Regions from separate parts of the Hordeum vulgare genome. Here region 2 is linked to region 1. Evidence: chromatin contacts called from public Hi-C data. All regions are on one chromosome and are shown on one strand. Each heading gives the region's core, a stretch centred on a gene start, on an enhancer-like site or on the middle of the called end of the contact. The rest is flanking DNA. Distances are from core to core; before and after follow the strand shown.

Evidence for each region. Hi-C and Micro-C count contacts between places; a contact is called where the count stands out from the background.
Region 2: a contact with region 1 is called in a Hi-C map of leaf, with 2.0 times the contacts expected there. The contact joins two enhancer-like sites. A contact is called at or near these places in 2 of 6 Hi-C or Micro-C datasets (leaf and seedling).

Annotation. Positions count from the first base shown.
Region 1 is chr5H:147,922,176-147,926,117 of MorexV3_pseudomolecules_assembly, forward strand. No RefSeq gene overlaps it. Among protein-coding and RNA genes, the nearest start is that of LOC123400140, 85 kb to the left of the region's middle. Within about 2 kb of position 2,241, at least 1 of the 3 cell types and tissues checked has open chromatin away from gene starts, as enhancers often do. A contact at or near this core is called in leaf, where this site is marked.
Region 2 is chr5H:148,266,035-148,269,703 of MorexV3_pseudomolecules_assembly, forward strand. No RefSeq gene overlaps it. Among protein-coding and RNA genes, the nearest start is that of LOC123397258, 15 kb to the left of the region's middle. Within about 2 kb of position 1,862, at least 3 of the 3 cell types and tissues checked have open chromatin away from gene starts, as enhancers often do. A contact at or near this core is called in leaf, where this site is marked.

The DNA.
Region 1 (3,942 bases), core at 991-3,490:
GTTCGTCCCATCACCTGCAAGTGGGTCTATAAGATTAAAACTCACTCCGATGGTTCTCTTGAGCGCTACAAAGCTCGTCTTGTTGCTCGTTGTTTCCAGCAGGAGAAAGGACGTGATTATGATGAGACATTTGCTTCTGTAGCCCACATGACCACTGTCTGCACTCTGCTTGTTGTGGCTTCTGTTCATCATTGGTCTGTGTGTCAACTTGACGTCCGGAACGCTTTTCTCAATGGTGAGTTGCGTGAGGAGGTTTATATGCAGCCATCACCCGGGTACTATGCTCGTGATGGTATGGTCTGCCGACTTCGATGCTCCATCTATGGTCTAAAACAGGCCCCTCGCGCGTGGTTTGAGCATTTTGCCTCTGTGGAGAATGCCACGAGCTTCTCTCCGAGTGATCATGATCCCGCGTTGTTTGTTCACACGTCTCCTTGCGGTCGGAATCTTCTCCTTCTCTATGTTGATGACATGATCATCACTCGTGATGACTCCGACTACATTTCCTTTGTTAAGGCCCGCCTTCGCGACCAGGTCCTCATGTCTGATCTTGGTCCCTTTCGCTATTTTCTTGGGATTGAGATTTCTTCGACCCCTGATGGCTTCTTCATCTCCTAGGAAAAATATATTCATATTCTTCTTGCTCGCTCCGTTCTGGGTGATGAGCGCACTGTTGCGACTTCTATGGAGCTCAACATTCAGCTTCGTGCTTCTGACGGTGATCCTCTTCCTAATCCCACTCGCTATCTCCACCTCGTTCGGAGCCTTGTCTATCTTGCTGTTACGCGTCCTGACATCTTCTATCCTGTCCACATTCTCAGTCAGTTTGTTGCACCCCCACCTCTGTCCACTATAGTCACCTTCTCCGTGTTCTACCATATCTTCGTGGCACGATCTCTCATCGCCTTTTCTTTCCCCGCTCCAGCTCACTCGAGCTCGAGGCCTACTCTGATGCTACGTGGGCTAATGATCCCTCTGATCGCCGCTCGCTATCTGCTTACTGTGTTTTTCTTGGTGTCTCTCTTATTGCCTGGAAGACCAAGAAATAGACTGCACTTTACTGCTCGAGTACCGAGGCTAAGTTGCGTGCGATGGCTATGCTCACGGCTGAGGTGATCTGGTTACGCTGGTTGCTTGAGGACTTTGGTGTGCTTGCTACTACATCGACTCCCTTACTGTCAGACAACACAGGTGCTCTCGGTATCGCACGTGACCCGATGTAGCATGAGCTCACCAAGCACATTGGTGTGGATGCCCACTTTGTGCGTGCTGCAGTGCAGGATCACACTCTCGCTCTTCACTATGTGCCCTCTGAGTTACAGTCGGTAGACTTCTTCATGAAGGTACAGACTCGAGCGCGCCACGGGTTCTTTCTCTCCAAATTTAATGTTGTTGACCCACCATGAGTTTGAGGGGATGTTAGATGTGTATAGTCCCTTTACTGTATGTCCCCATTGTAAGGGTTTCTTGTCTTTTACTACATGTATATGTACTCGCTCTTGGCCTCATGTGAATGTTAGTTGTCCATTCCTAAAAGTAACAATCTGTTGGTTTCATTTATGTTCCACATTTATGAAATGGAACAGGGGAGAGGCCCTCCCCGTTCTTCTAAAAAAAGAGTTAGATTACTCAACTGATACATCAGAAAAACAAGACTACATTTCACTTTTACTTTCTTCATGTAACTCAAAGTTTTTTGTTTGAAGTTTCTGCAAGGCGCACATATGACTAAAATCATCACCTTCTCGTTTGCATATTTTTCCATTCAAAATATCCCCTCTATAAACAAAATGTAAAATGTTTTAGTGACTTGAACAAATCTCCAAAATCTCTTATATTTATTTACGGAGGCTGTGCTCTCTCCATCCTAAAATAAATGTCTGAACATTATATTAATTTTAGTAGTATTAAGCTTGAAATATTTATTTTGAGACGAAGAAAGTACCATTTTAACACTATTTAAAATAAAGGGCTCACTGTCCCTGGCCTCTTTACATGTCAATTGTTCTTGTAATTTCCCATCTGTCCTTGTGTGTCGGCAGCTTACTTAGGATGGTAGTGAGACTGGTGTCTGTGCTCGGGGAAGGAAAGCCGCTGATCTTGACCCCTCGAATCCAAACATAATTAGCTTGTCTTTTATTATCAGTAACCAATCCACAGCCATCATCCGCCGACTGAAATGGTCGAAGAGGTCCCTGAAGGACAAGGCCACCGCAACAGCCACGCGAAAAGGGTGAGTGGGTCTGGCTGCATCAACTCAACTCCTTGTCAGAATCCCCTGTTGTTGCAACCTTCACACTCACTCATTATCCATGGCCCATGTTTTTAATATTAAATTCTTTTTTGTAATATAATATGATATTCGTGTGTTGGGTGGCATGTAGGTCTCTTTGCGGGACCGGGTCAACTCTGCGAAAATGACTAAAGGAGCTCGAGCTCCATAAAGCCCTTTATTTTGAAACTTCAGTTAAGTTTAAAAGTTCTGTTTTTTTACAAATATACATGTGGATGTATACTATTTCTCTGAGAAGTTTCATGATGAAATACTTTTCTATGCAAGCTCATAAAAGTGATGAAATCACATATTTCTAGCACATGTGCTACTCACAGTTAAATTACATGATCCTTTTTGCATATGTGACATAAAAACATATTTCATGATGAAATTTTACACACATCTAATATAAATCTACAAGTACTTATGTATTTTTTATTCATCTTTTTAAAACTTAAAAAGTTGGCTTTATGGAGCCGGAGCACAAAAAATCCGCTCTCTTTTTATATAACCAAGTAACACCCAGGACAACCTAGACGCTCACGACGGAGATGCAATTTACTCTAACATTGAGGACAGCCAAGACGCTCATGACGGAGATGCAAGTTGCTCTAAATGCCTGTTCGGCCACTCTCCACTCCGCGGAGCGAGCGGAGCTGGCTTTGACCAGCTCCAGAAATTGTAACCGGACTCCGCTCTGCTCCAGCACGGAGTCGCGGAGCGGAGGGAATCCGAACGCTGCCTAAGACTCACGGCAGAGATGCTCACGGTCCGCCTTAGTTTTACTGGAGCCGGAGTCTTTAGTTCTCATTTTCTTCAACCACAATTCAGTTTGAGCGCCGCAATCACCCAACTAACAAGTTAATGTTGTATAAAAACACAAACACCTTGGAAATTGACATAAACATCCTGGACAACAAAAAATTAAGCAATTAGATCATCTCTAACATAGACTGGCGTCACAAGCACAACATCCCGTATTTGGGCGTCACAAGCACAACATCCCGTATTTGTCCGCAAACCAGTGTACGTGCCCATTTTCTCACAAATTGAAAGCAAATCAGGGGGCTTTCCGGAAGTCCGAACACTCACCATGTAGGACTCCGTCACCCTCGCCCCCCCCCAAAACAGAGGCGGACCGCACGCATTTGGAGCTGGCCACACTATTTCGCGAAAAAAAATCCCTCCTTCTCAACCCTCTCCTCTACCACCTCACCGCTCTCCACTGCGATTCCCACCTTTTTCGCCGTCGCATGGACCCGTACGAAAAGATGCCGGAGATGCCGATGACGGAGGATATGGAATCAATTTGGCGACACTGCAAGCCCTGCTCCTCAAACAGAAGGCAAAGGAGGCACCACTGAAAATAAGGGCGACAGATGTGAAGGGGCGAGCATGGTGGGGGGGGAGGGGGGATGGGACGCGGGGTGATGCTGTTGTCGACTTCCATGCACATGTTGTTCTCGTCAAACCAATACAAGCCTCCCTACTTCTATGTTGCCCAATAGCTCGATAGGAAGTCCCTCACATCCGTTGTCGGGCACATGTCGTATTGTGTCAACGTCAACACAGCGTCGTTCCTTATCTTCGAGTCTGCATTGCAAAACTTATGTTGTCACAGACGACGGGCGTGCAGTAGCTCGGTGCTTGCTCTCTATTCATGGGTA
Region 2 (3,669 bases), core at 612-3,111, 340 kb after region 1:
ACGAACCAACGTAGTCGTACGGATCCTCACACTCCAAAGCGGTTTGGAACTCTATCGAGAAGAAGCAATCCGGAACAACAATCAACACACAATAGCACCACACATATACATGACATGATATGCAAGAAATTATGATCCATGTCCATTTAATTTAAGCAGGCATGACAAGGCACAACAATCAAATCCTACATATTAAGTGAAGCTCAATATGCAACGAGTTACATATTGATGAAACTCCACATTTGAATCATTTAATTCACTCCCATTTTTTTACACGGAAATATTAAATGTTTTTAAACATGACAATTGGTGAAGCATAAATAAACTACACTACCTAGACATTTTAAATAAGGTCAGAAACAACATATAGCATTTCCGAAATGACCCAATGTGTTAATTTCAACATTGATCCAGATCTGTACTAAACACATTTTATATACATTAAATAGAAAAATAAAGTAGACCATGTGATTGTACACGCCATGCTAGCCGATTTACATATATAGATCATTTAAAACGGAGCTACAGTTTAAAAGATATGACCAACACCGATAATATGCATGAATGCAAAATGTATGCAAATGATAGTCACAAGAATGTTAAAGGTGGATGCAACAAGTTATTATGACCTACATGAAACTCTAGGAAAGTTTAAATGAGACCGCAACAACGAATAACAATTCCGAGAAGTCCCATGCAAATTAACGTTTCGATACTGTTCTGCCTATAAACAATTTTAGAGTTGTTAAACAGCAAAATAAATGCCACCATGTTATTTTACACATTTTTCTGGTCAAGTTACATATGTGGAACATTTTAATCGAAGCTATGGTTAATTAGTTATGAAATAAATCATTTTAACATGACATCTACGCAAATTTAATTAAACAACAAGTTTAAACATTTTTAACACATGTGAGAGTTTGTTATTGTGAAACTACACAAAATTTTAAGCGTTTTTCATGTATAATTTTTTTAATTTCGATGGACGGTGAATTTTCTATGAATTAAATCATTTCAAACAACCCATTTAAATAACATGGATGAAAGTTGAAATTTTTTAATCTACACGAAATTCTGAACATTTTAAATATTGAAAATATTTTCATCCGATGCATGGTTAATTATTTATTAGAAGTTTAAAAATATGCTTTTTCTGAAATTATTAATGCAGTAGAAATTGGACAAATCCGTTGGGCAGAATAGATCTATTCACGGGCCAAAACTAAGATCTTTTGGTCCAAACTGCACTGTGCGCAATATGGCAAAATAATGCTTGCACGCAGTATAGGGAAATGGCGATCATCCCGTGGGTTGGGCCCGTTCCATGGAGATGGGCTCGGGACGCTGGCTTGGGGAAGCAGCTGGTGGTGGGCTGGCGGGGTCGGAGCATGGCTGGGCCTGGGCGACGCAGCCCACCAACAACTTCGGCCAACGGTGCTGGGGACGGGGCGCTGGAGGGGTGGAACTCCTCGTAACCGGTGATGGCAGGCGGCACGGAGGATGCCGGGCGACGGGCGCAGGAGGTCCGACGGACCCGGGTGCAGCTCGCCAGATCCGGCTGGCGACACCCATCTCCGGCGGCTAGGTGGCGATAGGGACATGATCAGGACGGGGCCATGAGGGAGCTTGAGGCGGCGTGGAGGCAGGCCGATCTGGGGCAAAGGCGAGACCGGCCGGCGGCACGCGGCACGAAACTCTAGCGGCAAGCAGCTGGCTAGGCGGCGGGGCTAGCGAGGCTTGGCGGTACACAGACGGGTGTGGGATGACCGGGGGCGCAGGGCTGCGCATGCTAGCAGCGGCTGGCTGCGGGAACGAGCTCACGTGGGCCTGCATGGGCTCAGGCGGGACTAGCGCGAGGTGGGAGGAGGCTAGAGGCGGCTGAAGCTGGAGGGGCACGAAAATCAAGGGTGGCTAGGGTTTAGGCCAAATTAGGGAGACTAGGGCGTCTATTTATAGCAAATGGGGGTGGGGTTTTTATCTTCGATTTTGACTGTGCGATCATGATCGGATGACTCCGAACGCGAGGGGTGGCTAGGTTGGCTGGTTAGGCTATGTAGAGGCTCATGGGCTGAGATGAGAGGGAAATGGTGCAGCCCGTGACAGAGTTAGTAAAACCGAAAAATGCCAACGAATAAACCGACGATAGTGCCGCTACGGTCCACCATTTCGGTATCAAACAGACTCTGATTGCGATGAAATTTGGCAGGCGGCTGATGTCTACTACGCAACTTTATTTTTGTAGACTATGTTGGGCCTGCAAGTGCAAAATTTTGTAGGATAGTAGCAATTTTCCCTCAAGTGGATGACCTAAGGTTTATGAGTCCGTGGGAGGTGTAGAATGAGATGCTCTCTCTCATACAACCCTGCAATCAAATACAAGAAATCTCCTGTGTCCCCAACACACCCAATACAATGAAAAATTGTATAGGTGCACTAGTTCGGCGAAGAGATGGTAATACAAGTGTAGTAATGATAGTAGATATTGATTTATGTAATATTAACTATAAAAAAATAGCAAGGTAGCAAGTAACAAAAGTGAGCACAAACGTATTGTGATGCTTGAAAACAAGGCCTACGGTCCGTACTTTCACTAGTGCAATCTCTCAACAATGCTAATATAATTGGATCACATTACTACCTCAACGTGCAAGGAAGAATCACTCCAAAGTTCTTATCTAGTGGAGAACATAAATATAAATTTCTTGTAGGGTACGAAACCACCTTAAAGCTATCCTTTCCGCTCAATCTATCCAAGAGTTCGTACTAAGATAATACCAAGTTATCCTTTCTGATCGATCTATTCAAGAGTTCGTACTAAAATAACACCATATGATACACATCAACCAACTCTAATGTCACCTAGATACTCCAATGTCACCACAAGTATTCATGAGTTAATTATACGATATGCATCAAACAATTTCAGATTCATAATACTCAGTCCAACACAAAGAAGCTCAAAGAGTGCCCCAAGATTTCTACCAGAGAAAGTAGGACAAGACCGTGTATCAACCCCTATGCATAGATTACCCCAATGTCACCTCGGGAATCCAAAAGTTCAGTACCAAAAGATATATCAAGTGAATCAATAGAACACCCCATTGTCACCACGGGTATCCACATGCAAGACATATATCAAGTATTATCAAATCCAATATTCAATCCAACATAACGATATCTCAAAGGGAAAGATTCAATTCATCACAACATGATAGCAAGGGAATACAATCATATGATCCGACTATATTAACAAAGCTCGTGATACATCAAGATCGTGCCACCTCAAGAACATGGGAGAGAGAGAGAGAGAGAGAGATTGAACACATAGCTACTGGTACAAACTGTCAGCCCCGAGGATGGACTACTCCCTACTCGTCATGGCCTCCGCTGGGATGATGAAGATGGCGACTCGAGACGATCTACTCTCTCTGGAGGGTACTGTTTTATCTCCAAATTGGTTTTCATCGATACAGAGGACTTGCGGTGAAGGAACTTCTCGTCTAGGTTTATTTCTCATGGTTTCTCTATTTGTAGGAATTTTGGGTGTTGGTTTCACACGAAGGTGGGCCATGAGGCAAGGAACAACCACCAGGATGCGGGTAGAGGGCCTGGCACACCCTGGTGGGTGGTGCCCACCTCGTGGCTCTTCTGGCCAGCTTCTTTGGT